Linked DNA regions of Zea mays: region 2 is linked to region 1. The links are chromatin contacts, called in public Hi-C maps. All regions are on one chromosome and are shown on one strand. The core of a region is the stretch at or near the end of the contact, and the rest is flanking DNA. Distances in the headings are between cores, read along the strand shown.

Evidence for each region. Hi-C and Micro-C count contacts between places; a contact is called where the count stands out from the background.
Region 2: a Hi-C map of ear shows a contact between it and region 1, with 2.6 times the contacts expected there. The contact joins two enhancer-like sites. A contact is called at or near these places in 2 of 25 Hi-C or Micro-C datasets (ear and tassel).

What each region holds. Positions count from the first base shown.
Region 1 is chr7:18,455,356-18,458,055 of Zm-B73-REFERENCE-NAM-5.0, forward strand. No RefSeq gene overlaps it. Among protein-coding and RNA genes, the nearest start is that of LOC109940991, 68 kb to the right of the region's middle. Within about 2 kb of position 1,391, at least 14 of the 20 cell types and tissues checked have an H3K27ac peak or open chromatin away from gene starts, as enhancers often do. A contact at or near this core is called in ear and tassel, where this site is marked.
Region 2 is chr7:18,646,288-18,649,105 of Zm-B73-REFERENCE-NAM-5.0, forward strand. LOC541682 ((S)-adenosyl-L-methionine:delta 24-sterol methyltransferase) reads right to left here. Exons shown (of 14, transcript NM_001112601.2): 14 at 2,541-2,818. Among protein-coding and RNA genes, the nearest start is that of LOC541682, 9.4 kb to the right of the region's middle. Within about 2 kb of position 1,319, at least 17 of the 20 cell types and tissues checked have an H3K27ac peak or open chromatin away from gene starts, as enhancers often do. A contact at or near this core is called in ear and tassel, where this site is marked.

The sequences.
Region 1 (2,700 bases), core at 141-2,640:
CGCGGGCCCGCCACGTCAACAGGGAGCGCCATCATCACCCTACCCCGAGCCGACTCGGGCCGCAGAGAACAAGACCGGTGTCCCATCTGGCTAGCTCCGCCAGATAGGCAATGATGGCGCCCCGCGTGCCCTGTGACGACTGCGGCTCTCAGCTCCCTTACGGAAGCAGGGGGACGTCAGCAAAGACTCGTCCGCTCCGACAGCTGTCCCCCCGCCAAGCTCCGTTGCTCCTCCGACAGCCACGACATCACACCAGCAGGGTGCCAAGGTCTCTCCGGCTGCCACATTGGCATGTACTCAGGGCGCTAGCTCTCCCTCCGCTAGACGCGTAGCACTCTGCTACACCCCCATTGTACACCTGGATCCTCTCCTTACGACTATAAAAGGAAGGACTAGGGCCTTCTTAGAGAAGGTTGGCCGCGCGGGACGAGGATGGGACATGCGCTCTCTTGGGGCCGCTCGCTTCCCTCACCCGCGTGGACGCTTGTAACCCCCTACTGCAAGCGCACCCGACCTGGGCGCGGGACGAACACGAAGGCCGCGGGATTTCCACCTCTCTTCACGCCCGTCTCCGGCCACCTCGCTCTCCCCCCTTCGCGCTCGCCCACGCGCTCGACCCATCTGGGCTGGAGCACGCGACACACTCACTCGTCAGCTCAGGGACCCTCCGGTCTCGAAACGCCGACAAAACCTAAGTCCCATGCCTCTCTCGTTCTCTCGTGATCTCCTCGAGACCTCGACTCGTCCCAGCGGCGGCTCGCTCCCAATCCCAAGTCCCCAAGATGCTGGAACCCAAGTCCCGGCGGCGGTTCTGTACTGGCTTGCTGCTGGCTTGCTCCTCGACGTGGTTGCTGGCTTGCTGCCTTGCTGGCTGGCTTGCTGCTTGCTCCACGACGGTGGTTTGTTGCTGGCTGGCTGCAGGCCTGCTGCTGGCCGGTTGGGGGCAGAGCGCCACCGCGCCAGAGACCGAGGGGCACGGCTGGGTCGCTGGAGTCAGAGGGGCAATGTTGGGGGATGAGCTCGCCTGGCGCGCTGTCGCCGTCTGCCGCACTGCACGGCTGGCCAAGTGGCCGGTGGCCGGCGCCCGACGGCTGTGCAACTGGCCTGATTATTATTTTTGGGCTGTATTTTGTATTTCGGGCTTTATTATGTTATTCGGGCTTTTTTATTTTCGGGCCGCCCGAATAGAGCCTGGCACGTTTAGGTAATAACGTGCCGGGCCACGGGCCGAAGGCTCAGCCCGTGTGCCGGCCCGGCACGGCACGAAATTAATATTAGGCTGGGCCGGCTCGAAATTAAACGTGTCGGGCTTTTTCGGGCTTGGGCCGGGCCGGACCGGGCGGCCCGAATGTACACCTATATCTGGTCGGTAGGCCACATTTCATAGGGGGCGGGAAGCTCCAGGCCCCCGCGTCGCTCACGCCTCGAGGCGACTTGGGAGGCACTCCTTCGCCATCGCCCTCAGGCTCGCTCGCTCACGCTTTCGCTGCCCAGCCGTCGCTCGAGCGTGACGCCGGTGGTCAGGCGGAGTTTGAGATCGCACGGTAGAGAAACTCCCTCGTGGGACTAAAACTCACTACTTACACACTCCCATCGTGCGCGAGTAACATTTGAGATTTTATTCTAAATTTTATTATAGGTAGATGTGGCGAACTCAATAAACTCCAAGAGATTCTAGTACATCTTGATAATATTATATATGGATGGCAACCTCAAGTGTTGCATTGTAAGCCTAAAATTATTATTTAACTTGGCAAAAATGGGTCATGTAGCGCGCATGTGATGTGACCATAGATGCACTCATCCGATAAATATGTACATGTTTTTTTTCAACATGCTAGACTAAACTGATACAATTGTAAAAAAATTAAGCAATTTTCATTTAACCCAGTCTTCGCTCCCAAGTCTCCATCATCAGTATATGTACAAGCAGCAGTGTGAAAACTACTTATATATTTATCATAGAAGAGCATCTACATGAAGCTGCATTGTCTTACACCAATATATAGAGGGAGTGAGGGAGGCATAATGATGATACATGCCATGCATGTGCATATAGATGTAGTATTCAGTGTATATATGTCGTGTGTAATAGGAAAGAAAAACATCCTAAAAGGCAAAATAGGTCTAGCCACTGAAGTGTGATAACCTAAAAGGCAAAATAGGTCTATACATGAGATGATGGATTTCCAAACAACAAAAACAGAGCACTAACTGTGCGACCTTCATATAGAGTGATTAATTTTTGAAGGCACTATTCCTGTTCACATCCCGATAGTTTAGATTTTGAAGGGTTTACATATAGTGCATTTTTTCTTTATCAAGCATAAAAAAATTGAGCTACATAAAGACAATCTGAGTAATTAAAGGAAATATAGAATTAGTCGACTAGAGGGGGTTAATGGAGGCAATAAAAATTCTTTACACAAGGACAATCCTGGCTTGCTTCCTAAATCTTCTTGTAATCCTCCAAAACACCAAAATTCACAAATAAGATGCTCATGAGATATTCATGGTGATGATCGAAAAACACTTAGAATGACCAAAAATATGTTGACAAGGAACACTCTCCAAAATACACAACTTCAGCTCTTTACTTCAACAAAAAAAACAAAAACACCACAACCAACTAGTGATTATATGATTTGGAAAAGTTCTTGGAGTATATATGAACTTGAGAAAACAAATATATCGTAAAAT
Region 2 (2,818 bases), core at 69-2,568, 190 kb after region 1:
GCTTTCTCAAGCTCTCAGCAATATGACTCAGTGGAGTAAGATATTACGCTCTGGTGGCCCGAACCACTCTAAATCCTTGTGTGTTCTTGTGTCCGTTCATCTCATCAGGCAAACTCTTGGTTGACCCCTATTCTTAGGAGTTAGGATTAGGTTGGTGCATTCCGCCACCCGGCTGTAGTTTACTCTCCGATACATAGTACCTTTATGGTATAGGGTTACTACATTGTCCAAATATCTCATACATAGAACCAAAATTAATAGCTTAAAATATATTTTGATAAAAATTACTAAATAAAAATTAAATACTGCATAATTACTCACTAACTAGTACAAAAGTACTCACTACATAAAGATTAAGTAAATAAGTTTTACATAATAAACTAACTACAAAATCCCTAACTACCTAAGCGTGTAACATATGAGTTACTAATTAACTAACTAACTCATATAAATATGTTACTAATTAAGTTAATAACTAAAGTATTTATCAATAAAAACTCACCTTCATCGGACAGAGGTGGTGTAAGGGCCAAAGCGGTGGGCAAGGATCGACGTCAAGGCCCGAGCAGCGGGCAGGGTGGGTCTAGAACCTAGAGTGATGCTAAAACTGGAGCTACAAGCAGGGAGGTGTCAGTGAGGCCAAGGCTGGGGAAGACGTTGGGTGGGGTCGAAGATGTGCGGCACCGGGGAAGGTCAGGGATGGGAGACGTCTAGCAAGGTTGGTCGGCACCAGGGAATGTGTTGGGTAGGGTCGAGGATGGGCTACGCTAGATGGGGTTAGGGCTAGGCGCTAGGTGGGATCATGGTAAGGGGTGGTGCTGGACGGGGTGGAAGCGAGGGTGCCACCGTTTCTTGTGGCTGACGACGGATAGAGGACATAAAGCATGTAGTGTGGTTGCATGACGGTGAGAGGCGAAAAAGAAATGAGAAACAAGAGAGCAGAGGAGAACCGAGCAATATAGGAGACCTCGACGCCATCGATCTATGGCTCCAAGGTCCCACCATGTCATCGTCCACACTAACGACTGGTGTGACACCTTGGCGTCATGACCTATGGCGTTGAGACAAGTAATCTTAGCATCATAGACCATGGCACCTACTTTTGGCCTAAATATGGTATTAGTTCCTCTGGATGTCCAAACATGGATTTAAAAAAATTGTAAAAATACAAAAAAAAACTGGCAGCATGGTGTACAAGAGTACTTTGTATTTAGATCTAACTTATACTCCTTTCGATACACGTACTGAAGAGTATATAAGTACTACTAGTGGTATATGGCCAATTGTGTCGTGTTTAATGGGCCAGCACAAGGCTCAGTCATTTTGGCTTAGCTCAGGCACAGCACAAGGCTCAGTCATTTTGGCTTAGCTCAGGCACAGCACAGCTTGGTCCAAATCGTTCTCGGACCGACATAGGGGTGTTTGGTTAGAGGGACTAAACATTAGTCTCTAGTTTTTAGTCTCATTTAGTCTCTTTTTTGTCAAACACTAGGACTAAAATATGGACTAAAATGATTTAGTCTTTAGTCTTTCATATAGGTGCTAAAAAAGACTAAAAGTCCATAATTATCATGTTGCCCTTACCTTTTTGTATAGATAACTAATATTATGAGTATATTCTAAGGGCATTTGAGTCTTTAAACAATGTATTTAATGATTTTAGAATCTATTTAGTCTCTAGAACTAAACATGTAGGGACTAAAGTTTAGTCCTAAGACTAAAGTTTAGTCCTAGCACTAATTGAAACCAAACATGGCCATAGTATATAAGTCATTCTATGCTTGGACCGACTCCTAGACATGGTCAGGTCGGCTCAGGGCGATTAATTTTTTTATTTTTATCTATAGGATTTCATTGGAATTTGGGTTCGGATGTGTAAACAAACACTAATTAGTTGCTCGTACAGTTTCTATATATGATATACAGTTTCTTTAACACAATTCAACATGAGCTGAGCTGCAATGGTTAGAGACCAGACCATGATTCAAATCTCCAAGCTAGCAACAATTTTTATATATTTCACTGGCGCAGAGACGCTACACGTGGGCAGAGACATGACTAGGGCTGGAAACGAGCCGAGCCCGGCTCGGTGCGGCTCGGTGTCTGAACGAGCTCGGCTCAGCTCGTCCATTTCACGAGCTGGCAAAAGAGGTTCGGCTCGGCTCGACTTTGGCTCGCGAGTCATATTCTGGTACTTACCGTTGCATTATTTGATGAATTAACATTATATAAATTTAAATTATAGAATTATCATTCTATATTATGAGTAAATTAAATTATAACTTGTAATATATCTATCATCAAAGACTAAAAAATGAGCTATTATCCATAAAATTATCTAATATTCATTATTATTCTATAAATTGATCATTTTTGTGAGGCTCGCGAGCTGGAACGAGCCGGCTCGGCTCGGCTCACTGCAAAAACAAGCTTGAAGAAGAGGCTCGGCTCGGCTCGCGAGCCGTCCCGAGCCGAGCTGCTCCGAGCTTGAGACGGCTCGCGAGCCTCGAGCTAATTTTCCGGCCCTAGACATGACGCATGACAAAACTCCTGCTTTATATTAAAAAAAAGGATGGAATAATTATCACTAGTTGCTCACATACCATGCTGCTTAAACATTTCTCTTTCAGTAGTAGCCCTTACGGTATCCATGAAGTACTCTTATGCAAACCATCTTATTTATGCCACTGAGAGGTTTATGGCGAAAAGGATTCCAACCCCCACCTAGAAACGAATAACCTCAAGCAGCAAAACAACTGAATAAACACAAAGCTGAACAGTTACTACACTGTTCGTTAACTTTCCTCCTACACAGGAG